Linked DNA regions of Mus musculus: region 1 is linked to region 2. A link is a contact called in public Hi-C data. All regions are on one chromosome and are shown on one strand. The core of a region is the stretch at or near the end of the contact, and the rest is flanking DNA. Distances in the headings are between cores, read along the strand shown. Region 1 overlaps Oxr1 (oxidation resistance 1). Region 2 overlaps Oxr1 (oxidation resistance 1).

Region 1 (7,675 bases), core at 2,272-4,771, 150 kb after region 2:
TCCCCTTCTCATCTGAGAAAGGGAAGCCTCCCCGCTAGGTATCACCCCACCCTGGCACATCCAGTCACTGCAGACTAGGTGGATCCTTTCCCACTGAGGCCAGACAAGGTGGCCCAGTTTAGGGAACTTGATCCTCAGGCAGGCAACAGATGCAGGGCTTAAATCTTTTTTTTTTAATTAGGTATTTATTTCATTTACATTTCCAATGCTATCCCAAAAGTCCCCCACACGCTCCCCCACCCACCCACTCCCACTTCTTGGCCCTGGTGTTCCCCTGTACTGAGGCAGATAAAGTTTGCATGACCAATGGGCCTCTCTTTCCACTGATGGCCGACTAGGCCATCTTCTATTACATATGCAGTTAGAGACACAAGCTCCGGGGAGTACTGGGTAGTTCATATTGTTGTTCCACCTATAGGGTTGCAGATCCCTTTAATTTATCACAAGCACGAGGCAGAGAAAATTAACTGGGAATGGTATGGGCTTTTGAAACCTCAAAGCTCACCTCCAGTCACACACCTCCTCCAATACCTCCTAATCCTTCCTATACATTTACCAGCCACGGATCAATTACCCAAAAACATATGAGCCTATGGGGGCCATTCTCAACTCAAATTACCAGAAGCATGAATGTGTTTTCCATGACAGGACGATTATTGGGAAAAGTGAATGGTTACATACAGAGGATTCTCCTGATATCCTTGGAAATGTATAGTATTCCACTTAAAGATTTCCCATGCCTGCTCTTACATGAGTGGCTTCATATAGTACTTCTAAGTGAACTCCTTACTCTTTTCCCAGTTCTCTGATCCATACATACAGCTCAGTGGTTTTTCTTTTTCAAAAATCTTTCAAGCTCTCCTATTACCTGGTTCACATACTGCACACTCATCATCATGACTCCCAAAGCGCCACATATTTGAAGATCTGTCTTCCTAAATATCTCTTCTTCTTACCATTCTCATCACACTGTGCTACTGTCAATAAGTCTGTCCATTGTGTTGCTGTAAAGGATAAGTTAGAAAATCAATCAGTCGTCTCATCATCATCATCATCTTTTGCAAATTTCCCTTTTTCTAGGTGCCAAGGACTGGTCTGGCCTGGTTGCTTCTGTATATTCTTTCATGAATATTCCCACACCCCATGAAAAATAGACTTTTTAATAAGCTCTATTTTAAAAATAAAACTGTTTTAAAAAAACAGATTTAGAAAGGTTAGGCAACTCAGCCAAGGTCACGCCTATAGATAGAAACAGTGTTGTAATTTTATCTCTTCAACTCTGAAGTTGATGGTTTTGTAAGATCTCACTGCTGTCTGGCATGCTGCCTTGTGTACAATTCCACTTGATTAAATATTCATTTTCAAAACCACATTACTATAAAACTTATAGAGTCTAGAAAAAATGTTTTCTTCCTTCCCTTGTCCGCCAAGGTTAGCTGGCCCAGCGCTTCTCTGGCTCTCGGTGGATGCCCAGTCGTCATGTGCTATCTGCTGCCACCCTCACCATGCTACAGTGTGAGCATAAGCTGCCATCTTCATTGTTGCTGATCAGTGGGGTGGTGGTGCTGTGGGCTCAGACACTTACCTCCACTTAGCATCCTCTGAGCTAGGCACTAGGCAGAGCACCTGACAAGTGCTGGAGGGTTGGAGGAGGGTAAGGCAGGTTTAACTACTTCTTGAAGTATGTGGCGCTCCCTTTAGTGATGAATTCTTGCTTCTGGGTGATGTGCAGCTTCAGTAATAAGTCAAGCAACAGTCTGCTAGATTATTGTGAAAGAGCACACAATCAGACTTAAAAAGCGCAAAGGGAAGATATACCAAAGCTGCCCTTTGGTATCATTTGACATAATTCCTCATTTCTCTCCCGAAAATGAAAGGATTATTTTACCCCAAGACAGAAAAGGTACAAAGAGAAGCACCACTTTATGACAATGAAGTAAAAGAAAACCATTTTTTAACAAATAAAAAGTCACACCTTATACTCTTTGCTGATAATAGCTTTTTATCTATTTTGCTCATCTGTTGTTCCTTTACGTAACGCTTTGTAGTAATACCAACAGGCATAATTTCTAGGAGTCTAGGAATGCACTCCTAAATTTGAGCATCTTCAGAGAGGAGAGCAATGAACTGGTAAGCACAACGCCACCCTGTGAGTCAGCACAGGCTCTGTGAGTGGAGCTTGCATCTTCTGTTCTCTAGCGCAGTGTCCTAGCCATCCGACTGCCGCCTTGTTCCTGAAAAGTTTGTAGTACAACTCCCGAGATCCACTGTTGTCATTGCCAGTGTCTACATTTTTCATGTTTAATTCAATTTTTAAAAACTCATAAGCACGTGTTTGCCTTTAGTTACTGTCACTTTTAAGTATTGATATGCCAAAAAGTGCAGATTTGTTTCTATAATATATACCATTCTCTAGATTTCAAAAATAATTTATCAACAATTAAAGCATGTGAATATTCATAATTCCACTTAGGAAGAATGCAAACATTTTTAATAAACTCTTTTGGAGGGGGAAAGAAAACAAAATTGCCCATTCATTCTTGGGTGGTGTACTAGCTAGTTTTGTGTCAACTTGACACAGCTGGAGTTATCACAGAAAAAGGAGCTTCAGTTGAGGAAATGCCTCCATGAGATCCAACTGTAAGGCATTTTCTCAATTAATGATCAAGGGGGAAAGGCCCCTTGTGGGTGGGACCATATTTGGGCTGGTAATCTTGGTTCTATAAGAGAGCAGGCTGAGCAAGCCAGGGGAAGCAAGCCAGTAAAGAACATAACTCCATGGCCTCTGCATCAGCTCCTGCTTCCTGACCTGTTTGAGTTCCAGTCCTGACTTCCTTGGTGATAAATAGCAGTATGGAATTGTAAGCTGAATAAACCCTTTCCTCCCCAACTGCTTCTTGGTTATGATGTTTGTGCAGGAATAGAAATCCTGACTAAGACAGGTGGTATTCATTAATTGTAAGGTCTGATATAACTGTGGATGGAGATCATGACAGTGTGAAACAAAATAGTCAATGTGACTGAAATTCTGCGTGGTGCTTCTATAAATAGCAGTCTTATTCTTAAAACAGAGAACTTCTTGCATCTGTCTAGGAATTTATGGATGAGCCCTAAAAAAACTCATTCCATTACCTTGTCTCCTCTTTCCATGGGAAGGTAAATTTCATGATAGTTGGAGCACTAATTTCTTAGATGTCATTACTTCATCTACAGTTTTGAGGAAGTGTGACTCTCCCTGGCCCCAGTGTTATTTCAGAAATTAATAATTGTTAAAACATACTAACTGATAGAATCATGGAACTAAAGAAACCTCCTCACTTTTTGAAGCCTAATACCCCCATCTTTCCATTTCCAGCTCTCATCTAAGAAACCAGGCACAGAAATAAACTACTCTATGAGTCTCACAGAGTCTTGCAACCAAGTCTTGAGTTGGCTCCACTGTTAGTTTGTTGTTGGAGGGCATTGTGCTGTTGTTTTAATTATGGGCAACAGGAGAGATGTGTTGTGTTTTTATCCTTGATAGGCACTATAAGACTGACGTGCATGTGGGTGGAATATAGAGATCATTAGATAATGCAGAAGAGGAAGCAACTTGATGGTAGATGAAAAAAGAGGAAATAAAAGGAGGTATATTTATTATTAACTACAACTTTTCATTTGCTAGATCTCTCACTGTTAAATACCCACAATAAATATTTAAGTGTATAGAATTATTAACACTTGCATTCCTTATTTTTGACATGATTGTAATTCAGGACTCATATTGAATTCCAGGCAGCTCTTACCCTTGAGCATCAAGGATTGCCTTATGGTGTGTTGCCACCTGGAATAGTTGGGTGCAGGGCTGGAAATGAGGAAGCTCACGGGGCTTTTTGGAGTAGAAGGGAAGTGTGCAGTTGTTACTTGGCCTGGAGACACCTAGACCATTGAAGATTAATTAAATATGTCTAATAGTGGTTCAGTGATAAAGGATCAAGAAGTACAGGGTACGTGTGGCGAGCTATGGGGGCATAAAATAACTGGGGACTGGAGTGCATGAAGATTATCATGTTAAGTGTTAATCAAGGTCTGTGTGCTTTGGTAACTACTGAAGTTTTTTTTTGCCATTTTAGTTATTTCCTTATCTGCATAAAGAGTACATATTCATTCATAGAAATATAAACATGCAACTGCATTGCTACAAGATACTATTACAACCTCAGGTTTTCTAAAATGTCACTTTTCAATGATGCATACTAACTGTACAAAGTATAAAGTTTCTTTATGATATTTCCACGCATTCATATAACACACTTTGATCCTATTCACCCCACCTATCAGTCTCACTTCTGCCCCTCCCCCTTCTCAGGTCACATATAGTCCTTCTTTCACCTTCATGCCTTTCTTTCCCCTAAATCCCACATAACAGCAAACACATCATACATAGTTTGTGGGACTTGGCTTTCGTTTAGCACAAAGATCTCCAGTTCCTTCCATTTTCTTGAAAGTGATATAATTGAGCTCTTCTTTATGGCTATATGAAAGTCCATTATGTATGTATACCACAGTTTTTTATTCACTCATCCAAGTAATGTCCATCTAGGCTAGAGCCATGGCTTGCTCTTTCTAGCAGTGCCATGGTAAACATGGATGTGAAGCAAGCTAGCTTTGCTTCTTTGGAGTATATACCACTTAGTGGGGTCACTGAATCACAGGACAATTCTATTTTTAATTTTTGAGGAACCTCCACAGTTTGCCATGGTGGCAGAACTAAATCTGCACTGCACTCTCATCAACTGTTCATTAACAGTTCCCTTTACTCTGACATATATATATATATATATATATATATATATATATATATATATAGTTTTTTATTGGATATTTTCTTTATTTACATTTCAAATGTTTTCCCTTTTCCAGGTCTCCCCTTCAGAAACTCCCTATCCTGTCTCCCCTCCCCCTGCCTCTATGAGGGTGCTCCCCCACCCACCCACTCCCATCCTCCTGCCCTGGCATTCCCTTACACTGGGGCATCAAACACGCTCAGGCCCAAGGGCCACTCCTCCCACTGATGTCCAACAAGGCCATCCTCTGCCACATATGTGGCCAGCGCCATGGGTCGCTTCATGTGTACTCTTTGGTTGGTGGTCCAGTCCCTGAGAGCTCTGAGGGTCTGGCTGGTTGACACTTGCTCCTTCCATAGGGCTGCAAACCCCCTCAGCTCCTTCAGTCCCTTCTCCAACTCCCCCACTGGGGACCCCTAGGCTCAGTCCAATGGTTGGCTGCAAGCATCTGCCTCTGTATTTGTCAGGCTCTGGCAGAGCCTCTCAGGAGACAGCCAAATCAGGCTTCCATCAGCAAGCACTTCCTGGCACTTCCCAGCAAGATGGGATGATCCCCAGGTGAGGCAGTCTCTGGATGGCCTTTCCTCAGACTCTGCTCCATACTTTGTCTCCATATTTCCTCCTGTTAGTATTTCATTCACCCTTCTAAAAAGCACTGAAGCATCCACATTTTGGTCTTCCTTCTTCTTAGGCTTCATATGGTCTGTGAATTGAATCTTGGGTATTCCAAACTTTTGGGCTAATATCTACTTATCATTGAGTACATGCCATGTTTATTCCTTTGTGACCAAGTCACCTCACTCAGGATAAAACTCTCAAGTTCCATCCATTTGCCTGCAAATTTCTCTGACATCTTTACTGCAGCATTTATTCATGTTTCCTTATAGCAATGACTGATCGCTTTGCTTTATGTGAGGATAACAGTCAGCTTTACTGAATGCATATGGATGGAATTTCAAAATGCAAAACAAACCAAAGTCTTCAGAAGTAATCTCTCTCATGACTTCCATTTTTTACTTATTAGTTGGCATTTTTAACAAAAATAAGTATCAGAATATTATTTGTAGTTTGAACTTTTAAGTAGGTATAAATTGAATTATGCAAGTTTATAGTTGTGAGGTCAGTTTAGGGCCATGTAGTTCACATTTAATATATTTTCATTACATTGTTAGTACTTGTTATCTTAGTCATTCGGTATTTATTGCATTGCTACTGTTTCTGTAATGAGCTGAATTGGGTCATTAAAGATCATAATCGGTCTTCTAAGAGATGTTGTATCTAATAAGACTGTACAAACAGTAGTTTTCAACATAAACATACACAGGGAATGTAGTGTTGATATGGATATTTAATTGCCAACTGAAAAAAAAAAAAAAAGTCCGATCAGTGAAGCTCTAGGCTAGCCTTCAGAGGAAACTGTACATCTGATGTTTATTCTAGAGAGTGCCACACTACTACAGCCTCATTAGGATGCTATCCTAAAGATATGCTGGATCCTTAGTTTGGAAATGAAAGTAAAACCGAAATCCACAGGAAGGTTGCACTTTATATCCTAGAAAAGAAGATAAATATTATTGATATTCATTGAGAAAATAGTATTGATATATTCCTTAAACCAAATCATAGGCTAAAAAAAATAGACTTCCTAGAAAATTTAAAATGTAAAAAGATACAGCACTGATCCACTTAGACACATGCTTCCTATTTTAGTAAAAAAGTTTGGAGAGAGAAAATAATGATTTCTGTGGTTAGAATAGAACAGACTCTACCTTCCGTGTCATGTAGCTTTATCTTTGCAATGTCATTTATTATTTGAGTAATTAATTATTAAAAAATTTCTGACTCTTTTTTTAAAAGGCCAAATTTTAGAAGACTAATTTGGCATGAAATCAAAAAATGTTTGTAAAATTATTTTGTTTCTGAGTAATCATATCCCATCTAGTCCCTTCTATTTTAGCTTTTGTCAATAATTTCAGGTTAAATGAGTCCAAATGTCTGAAAATAAACCAAGTTGTCCAAGAAAGTTCTCTGTCATCTAAATTTAGCTGTGTATCCTTTGTTGGCTAATGCTTATTCTGTATTAGTCTCCATTTGGATTTCGGTGCATTAAACGGATGGAACGAGCAGATGGTTAAAGAGCTAGGCAGGTAAAGAAGAAAGGGGAACACTTTATACACTGCTCCTTTTCATTTAAATTGTTGCTTCCCTGTGTCTATGTAAGCATGTGGTCTGCCTGCAGTCTCAAGTTGTCTTTACTGCTGGCACATGCAAATAGTATAATGCAGAGAGCACACAACGGTAAGCACCGCCACACTGTGATGATGTTAGCAACACCTTTCTATTCCGTTGCCGCACGGAAGTCTCCCCAGTAACTCTTAAGAAGCAATCGACTTCCAAGATCTCTGTCAACAGTTTTTCTTTAGCCTCAGTATTCTTTGTTAATTCTAACCTCTGATGTTATCCTCCATATCATTATGCAAAAAAGGTAAATCTATGAAGCAAATTCACACATGTGAAAAATATCTGGAAAAAAATCAAATTTAAAAAAAAAAGGAGAAACATGGGGTCTCCAATGGAGGAGTCAGCGAAAGGACTGAAGGAGCTGAAGGGGTTTGCAATCCCATAGGAAGATCAACAATATCAACCAAACAGACTCCTCCCAACCCTCAGAGGTACCAGGGACTAAACCACCAACCAAGGAGTACACATGGAAGGACCCATGGCTCCAGCCACACATGTAGCAGAGGATGGCCTTGTCAGGCATCAATGGGAGGAGAGGCCCTTGGTCCTGTGAAGGCTCGACGGATGTCCCAGTGTAGGGGAATTTGAGGGCAGGGAGGCACGAGTGG
Region 2 (7,611 bases), core at 4,565-7,064:
AGGCAATCAAAACAAAAAGAGATACGTGGCAGGGCCATGAACACATCCCAAACGCTATCCTCCCTGAGAGTAAGCCGGCCACGACACAGCAGGAGCTCACTGTACAGAACAAACAGCAAATCCTACATTGCCTGGAGTTCCATTCACTGCTCATAGAAAGAGGTTTTCTCTGCTTCAAAGTAAAGCAAACCTTCAACTGATTAGTTATGATTAGTTCTAGCCCCAGTGTTTGTGAAAAGCAATTCCTTCATTATATGTCTAAGATTTATTGTCTTTAATTGTGTGTTTGTATGTGTATGTACATATTTGTGTGATGTGTTCATGAAGGTCAGAAGTGTTGAATTCCCTGGAACTGGACTTATAAGCGATTGTAAATTGTACCACAAGAGTGCTAGGATCCAAACTCAGGTCCTCTGGAAGAACAGTAAGCACTCTGAACCTCTGACCCCTGTCTCTGGTCCTTTTTTCTTTTGTCTTAATAAGGAGCAGCTCACCTAGCCATTAATCTGACTTTTTTGCTTCAAGTGGAAGTTCTCAACCTTCCTAAAGCTGAGACCCTTTAATACAGTTCTCATGCTGTGGTGACCTTAAACATAAAATTATTTTCTTTGCTACCTCATAACTGCAATTTTGCTTCTGCTACTGTTATGAATCATAGTGTAAATATCTGATATACAGAATATCTGGTAGGTGACCCCAAAGGGGTCATGGCTCACATGTTGAAAACCACTGTTCTAAACCTATATGCTAGTTTGGCAGTTCTCTATAAAGCAACAACTGAGCCTGATTCCTTTCAAAACTCCAATGTCTGAAAGTAATAGCATCTTTAAATAGCATTTAAATATAGAATTAAATAAATAGCATTAAAAATAGCATTTTAAAAAAGTTGTAAAGTGATTTGTTATAATATGATGATGTAAAGGAAATCACCTGAGGATACGAGTTTTAAAATCAGTATTCTGGACACTGTGTTTTGAATTATCTGAAATATAGGGCAACATATGAGTGCATGGTACTTGTGAACAGTTAGACTTAACTGTGATTAGAGATATTCACGTTGACTCCGAAGTTTTGTATTTTAATAAATTTTTTGTGCACATTCACCTCAAACCAGCTTTAGAATGATTTTATGTTGATTCCTTTTAATTCAAACAACAAAAATTCTTTTCAAATGCTAATTTTGTTCATTTAAATGATGTTACTGGAAAGTTTAGTTATCTTAAAATAGAGCAGGAACAGGGATATTACATACCTTTATTATGTAATTTTTTTAATTGGCTTTTTAAAACTGCCTTGGAACTAGCAACACAACTTTACTGTATATGTATCTGTAATTTAGTTTATATACATTTCTTAAGGGTTTGGTTCCTGCTTCTCAAGTTCATATTATAAGAAAATTGAAAATAAAGGAACAATTCATGCTCTCCAGTTTTACAGTTTAGTGGGTAAAGCCAAGAGTTATATCTAAATAATAAATGTGATGTAAGAACAAAGACTGTTTCCTGCCCAGAGAAGTGGGAGTCAGATACACCTAAGGATAAGACATGGCCTCAGGGATAGGGCCATCCTTGCTTAATTGTCCACCATGGGTGAGGCTTGGAGTTTGAGAGTCCAGAAAATGTTTTGTGTGTAGGATCCATGGACCACAGTTTGACTCCCAACACAAGCATTGAAGTTCTGTTAGATCATGTATGTAATTTTCCATTCGGGGTTCATTCTTAAATGATAAATTAAAGATGATATGAAATGGTGCACAACTTCACAGATACACAAAAGACAATAGTGACAGCTATTTTTCTTGTTATACACTTTTAAAATTTATAAAATTAATATAAATCTGAAATCTGTCTTTACTCTATAAAAATGACAGTAGATGAAATAATGTGGAGTTAACAATTATATATATATATATATATATATATATATATATATATATATATAAATTTATATGAGGAACACATTATATATGGTATGTATGTGTATCCCTTGAGATATTATAATACAGGTGCACATATATAAGCATGCTCAGAAAATAAGAGTAGTTTTGAATTAACTAGAATGCTACTACATAATTTGTATCTTTACCAACACCAAACAGGAGATTTTTAAACAAATCTGTATCTGTGACTAGTTTTTTTTTTTAAATTCTGTTTTAATTTAGAATAATTCTAAATTTAGGATCACGTCCTTTACTTAATGTTGTATTTGTGAAGAATGAAAATTAAAAATCAAACACTTTTCTACTCGGGCTTTTTAATTTATGATAGGTTTTAAGTTGATCACTTAATGAAAGTCGAGTCAACATTCCCTCCTCTGTTATTCCGTAAACGTTGAAAACTCTTTTTACGGTTATTTCTCCTGAAAGCCAATTTAGAGGATTAAACATTTGGAAGGCCTGTTGAAATAACAGAAACTAAAACATGATAGTTCTTTAGCAGATCTGTCATCTTCCAAGTTTAGTGGAATTTAATCAGATATAAGGCTTTGGGATCGACTGCTTTCTTATCCTACCCTCCCCCTGCTGAAAGGCAGGCTGCATTTACCATGCCTAGATGTTGGAAATTGTCCCCGTGCCCTCCTTCTTTAACCACTGTATTTTTATGTTCACTTACAAGAGCCCAGGATGTCCTCCCTTATATTACTACATCTTTGCTTCTTCCTGCTGTTTCCTGAGTGCCTGGTCAGATGTTATTACCCTTTGGGAACAGTTTCCATTGCCAGGAAGTGCTGTGTACCCTAAGCTGGCCTGGTGCCTGCCTTTCCTCGGTTCCTACTCAGCCACTCACTAAAGAACAGCCAAGTTTTTGTATGCAGTGTCTCAGTGTTGGCTAAGGTCGGCCTTCTGGGTATATATATGCAAGCTGGAAAGCGGTGCATGTTTAAATTTCTGTCCATTACTAATAGGACTGGGTGGTGGGTCCTGACCAAAAAAAAAAAAAAAAAAAAAAAATCACACCATGCTGCTTGTCTCATGTCGGAGTTTATTGGACGGGGGATACAGAGGCCACCTCTGGGAGAGAGAGAGAGAAGAAAGAATGGTGTCAGGAAGAACATGAAGTTTGTTGAAGTTGAGGAGCATGCGCAAAGGGGCATGCGACAGGAGCAACACTGTCGCCTCTTGGGCAGATAAAGATAAAGTGTATCGAAAGCTGGCTGTAAAGATGCCTGATTGTCGTGGAGTCACTTTTAGCTGTCTGTAGATGTGCCTGATTGCCAACAAGTACTACTATACATTTCCATGAATGTACTAGGAGCTAAAATTGCCTATGTGGGTTCTTTAATCCTGACCTATGAGCAGTAACATCCTGAGCATAATTAAATCTTTTTTGTTCTCTGTCAATGACAATGTCTTCATTCAAGACCTCATTATATCCCACCCAAACCATTTCAATACCTTTTTTAGTAGTGCTCCAATTATCAGTCCATTCTCTGCTTCCCATCCTATATATAAGTATACCTGATTGTGCGTTCCTCTTAAACTCTTGAGGCATATACTTATTACAGTGATGTGCATATTCCAGAATTCCAAGGCACTGGTCAAGATTCTGGCTGATGGCATGCTGACATCTATGGTGATGTCTTCTTTTCCCACCATTATGTCTCCAGCATCTAGTATGGTGTCTAGCCTAGCTGAGGAAACATAAGCTACAGCTGCTTGTGAGTTTTTAATGAGTAACTAGTTATTATTAATTCTCTATGGCACTAGAAAAGCATCTGCCAATACAACTTTCTTATACCCTTTGAGTATTTCTTTCTTTCTAGTTTATAGAACATTTTTAGTTTTGTCAGGGGAAAACAAAGTATGTTTACTATATATCCTTCTTGAGCATGCATTCTAAGGAGGATAAATACAAAATAAAGAGTCATGTTATTTCTATCAGCTCATGTTTAAATAAATATCAAACTTTTCTGAATCTCTGATGTTGAAACATCAAAGTTATTACAAATCATATTTTTCATAAAATAGTTACCTGCTTCACACACACACAAAAAAGCACTTCTAAAAAATTATTTTCTTGCAAGCCACTGTCTCGTATTTTAGGAATTTTGATGTGCATGTAGAATTGGAGCCAGTATCAAAGCTTCCAACTGTGCAGCAACAGGCTGATTTTACAGGCATTGCAATGAAAGAAAAGATATAGATAGATGATGATGACACATACATGGAGGGAGAGAGGAGGGATAGATAGATGAGAGATAAATAAATCATAGGTAGATAATAGATAGATAGATAGATAGATCATAGATAAGTAGATGATAGGTGACAGACAGATATATAGGGAAGGAGGGTGAAGGAAGGAGCGAGAGAAAACATCTAAAAGCCAACAACAGACCTTAGCACATGAGCATATGAATATACCATGTTATTAATGGATCTCCATCTTTTTTCTTCTGCTATCTTCTCCTCACCATTCAAAAATGTACAGTTTTGCCCTAAACTATGAAATTTTTGTACACTGAGGCTAATTTATTTTCAATTCTGTGCTCTTATATTTTGAATACTTCCTTGGTGAAGCATTGTTATTTTTTAATTGATACACAGCAACTGTACATATTTATGGAATATGATATGTATGATAATTCAATACATACATGTAATGATCAAATCTGAGCAATTGGAATATGTATTAGCTCAATTTTCTTCTGTTAGGAACATTCACCATGCCCTGTACTAGCTATTTTGTAGTGTATAATTAATTGTTGTCAGCTATAATCACCCTTCTGTATTATGAAGCATTCTCTTTATGTCACTCTCTCTTCACCCCCCTAACCACTCTTCTCACACAATGCAGGAAGACGTTCTACCCTGTGGCAGTGCTTTGCTCTGAGAACTTGCTTGTTCTGAATTAAAGATTATTCAGTAAACATGACTGACTGTAGTTTGATATAATGTCTTCCTCCGATTGGCTATGGAACCATATGGGGTGAAAAGGCCCTATTCCTGAGTTACCCTGGGAGGTCTCCTGATGCATACTTGTGTGTGACTGGTACCCTTGCTCAAGCTATGCCTGGCAAGGTCTTCTCCTTTTGGTTTAATTAGAATCTCAGAGTTCTACATTGGATAAAACCTATGTTTTATCTAACAACACCAAAGCCAATATTGGTGTGCCTTCCATCAGTGGGTTATGTAACAATAATTAATTTAGTGTTTAAAAGTTTTAAGTAAATCCAGAGATCACAAGTTAAATAGAGTAATTACAAGGAAGGCTTCATAAAACAAGTTTGAAGTCTTAGTTCAAAAGTTTTCTGCTAATAAAAATAACCCGGCAAATTAAATGGAGGTTCAGGCTTTTTTCTTTTTTAAGTTTTAGAGTCAAGTGTATCTAGATGCCCCAAGTTAACAATAACTCCGTCTATTTATGCGTATGTGATAAGGTGATTCTCAGGGAGACACTGACAGGAGGGGATTCTCTGGAGAGTGCTATCAAAAACTCTGTCTGGTCTCCTCTGATGCAGCTGCCTGGCACAGTGGGATAAAATGTGCTACACTTTGACTTCAGAGTGTGGCTTCCAGGTAATCCATGAAAAATTTAACATTCCAGTTCTGTGTGGGAAGGGAGGAAGTGCTGCTGAGTCCAATAATTCAAGACTTTGTTGACTGCTCCCTAGCTTCTGCATTGCTACTAGGTGATATAAATGAAATGTCATTTCACTTCACAGAAGGAGCTGCCAGTTATTTTGCATAACAGACCAAGAATGAAAAGGATCATTTTGTACTGTTAAAGCCTTTGAGAGGAAGTGATCTATAACATGGAACTGAACAGGAAACTTCTTAAAGCAAGCCTGAGTCACTGCAAGCACTCAGAAAGACAGCTGTGACTCATCACAGGTCACCCAGAGGCTGGGGCTAGAGCTGGAAATAGAACACAGACCTCGGCCTTTTCTCCCCACCTACTTCCTCTGACGACTTACATCGATCTGTTGAGTCATGAGACCATAACGTAGTGCAGCTGTTTCCTGAACAGCTTTTCATTAAGGATTTTTGGCTTGTTCTAGTTTACTCAGCAGAAGCAGTACTTACTAAAGAGGCATTGAATTTTTATGCAGTGAACAAAGAAGCTAAGAAATGCAACAACAGAATTTGCTTACATATATATATATATATATAGCACCATTGTCTAGTGTTACTCTCTGATAAAAGAGTTGTGTCACAAATTGTTTAGTACTCTGAATGTCATTTGAAAGAAAGAGAAGAGCAGCTATCACCGATGATGAGCTAAGTTTTCTCTGTATTATGATTTTATCTATGTAAGTTTTTAGCTTTTAGAAAATCCATATAATAAACAATGCCACAATATGTTAGGCAGCTCTGAGCCTCATTAATCTCTCTGCCCAGACACTAATACGACTTTCTAGAGACTCAATCTGCGGAGGAATGAGAGGTAAAAAAAAAGGCTCCAACATCCTACAAATAAATAGACATTGATCTTCACGTATGCATGAATGTACATGTACCCTATAAACTGCAGCTTCATAGTATCAAATAGACCATTAAGTGCCTCAGACATCCTAACTGGCAAAATGTTGAAACAACTTCAACTGATATTTTATTCATATCCCACTTGGTAAGCTAGAGTATGCTCACTTAAGATCAAGTTATCTATTAATTTACTAAGTGCTTGCACCATAGCAGAGTCTGTGCCCAGCAATGGGGCCCACTGCTAAGCAAAATAATTACTTCCTTCTTCCTTGCTTCCAGAAACTTATCGAAGAACCATCTTCTCTCCTCCTATGTTTGCCTAAATAGGTGAAATATCTTCTGCTTCCTATGTAGCATCTTTCCCTAGGGGGAAGATGATCCTGATTTTTGAAAAAACATAGGCATATCAGTCTTATGGTTCTTATTTTCTTAATGTTTATGCTATGACTTTGCCTCACTTGTGCATACCAGGTTTTTACTACTGTATCAGTTTCTCATTTTTTTATTTCTCCCCTCACTAATGTAATAAATATATTGCTTGTGATATGTGGCATTTTATTATCATTTTATCACAAAGTCTGTCAAAAATACATCATTACGGCAAGCTTTCAACAGCTGTCATGAAGAAGCTGCAACTGGGCAAGATTCATTCACAGGTGTTCTGTTTTCTTTTACGTATTTGGTTTACTTTTATTTTATGTGCCTTGGTATTTTGATGGCATGTATGTCTCTGTGAGGATGTTGGATCTCCTGGAACTGGAGTTACAGAAAGTTATGAGGTTCCATGTGGTTTCTGGGAATTGAATTCATGTCCTCGGGAAGAACGCCAGTGCTCTTAACTGCTGAGTCATCCCTCCAGCACCTGTCCCATTCTCTTTAAAAAAGCATAGATTATTGACTATTAGCTGACTTGTACGCACAATAATTCACTATGTAGCTATCCTTTTAAAGAGTTTCCCGTTTGGTGCCTGTGTTATGTAAGCAAAGGACTATGTATGCAGAGCCACGGTTGATGAGCAGACATGGCCCTAGTAGTATAGTTTCCAGTGTACTCCTTACTATTCACCCTGAAGTTACTTTCAACACCATTTCATTTCATCAGTGCTTTGACAATGAGAATGGCCCAAGCCATGGAGAAGCTCTTTCATGCCCGGAAATATCTGCAGACTTTCATTATCCTGCTGAAATTG

Evidence for each region. A called contact is a pair of places that touch in the nucleus more often than the background predicts.
Region 1: a contact with region 2 is called in a Hi-C map of bone marrow-derived macrophages, with 3 times the contacts expected there. The contact joins two enhancer-like sites. A contact is called at or near these places in 3 of 484 Hi-C or Micro-C datasets (the HPC-5 cell line, adipose-derived mesenchymal stem cells and bone marrow-derived macrophages) and 3 of 115 datasets of contacts at active chromatin or transcription factors (CD8 T cells, embryonic stem cells and extraembryonic endoderm stem cells).

The regions. Positions count from the first base shown.
Region 1 is chr15:41,761,255-41,768,929 of GRCm38.p6, forward strand. The region is part of intron 3 of Oxr1 (oxidation resistance 1); the gene reads left to right. Among named protein-coding and RNA genes, the nearest start is that of Abra, 100 kb to the right of the region's middle. Within about 2 kb of position 3,522, at least 17 of the 459 cell types and tissues checked have an H3K27ac peak or open chromatin away from gene starts, as enhancers often do. A contact at or near this core is called in bone marrow-derived macrophages, where this site is marked.
Region 2 is chr15:41,606,582-41,614,192 of GRCm38.p6, forward strand. The region is part of intron 2 of Oxr1 (oxidation resistance 1); the gene reads left to right. Among named protein-coding and RNA genes, the nearest start is that of Oxr1, 160 kb to the left of the region's middle. Within about 2 kb of position 5,815, at least 235 of the 459 cell types and tissues checked have an H3K27ac peak or open chromatin away from gene starts, as enhancers often do. A contact at or near this core is called in bone marrow-derived macrophages, where this site is marked.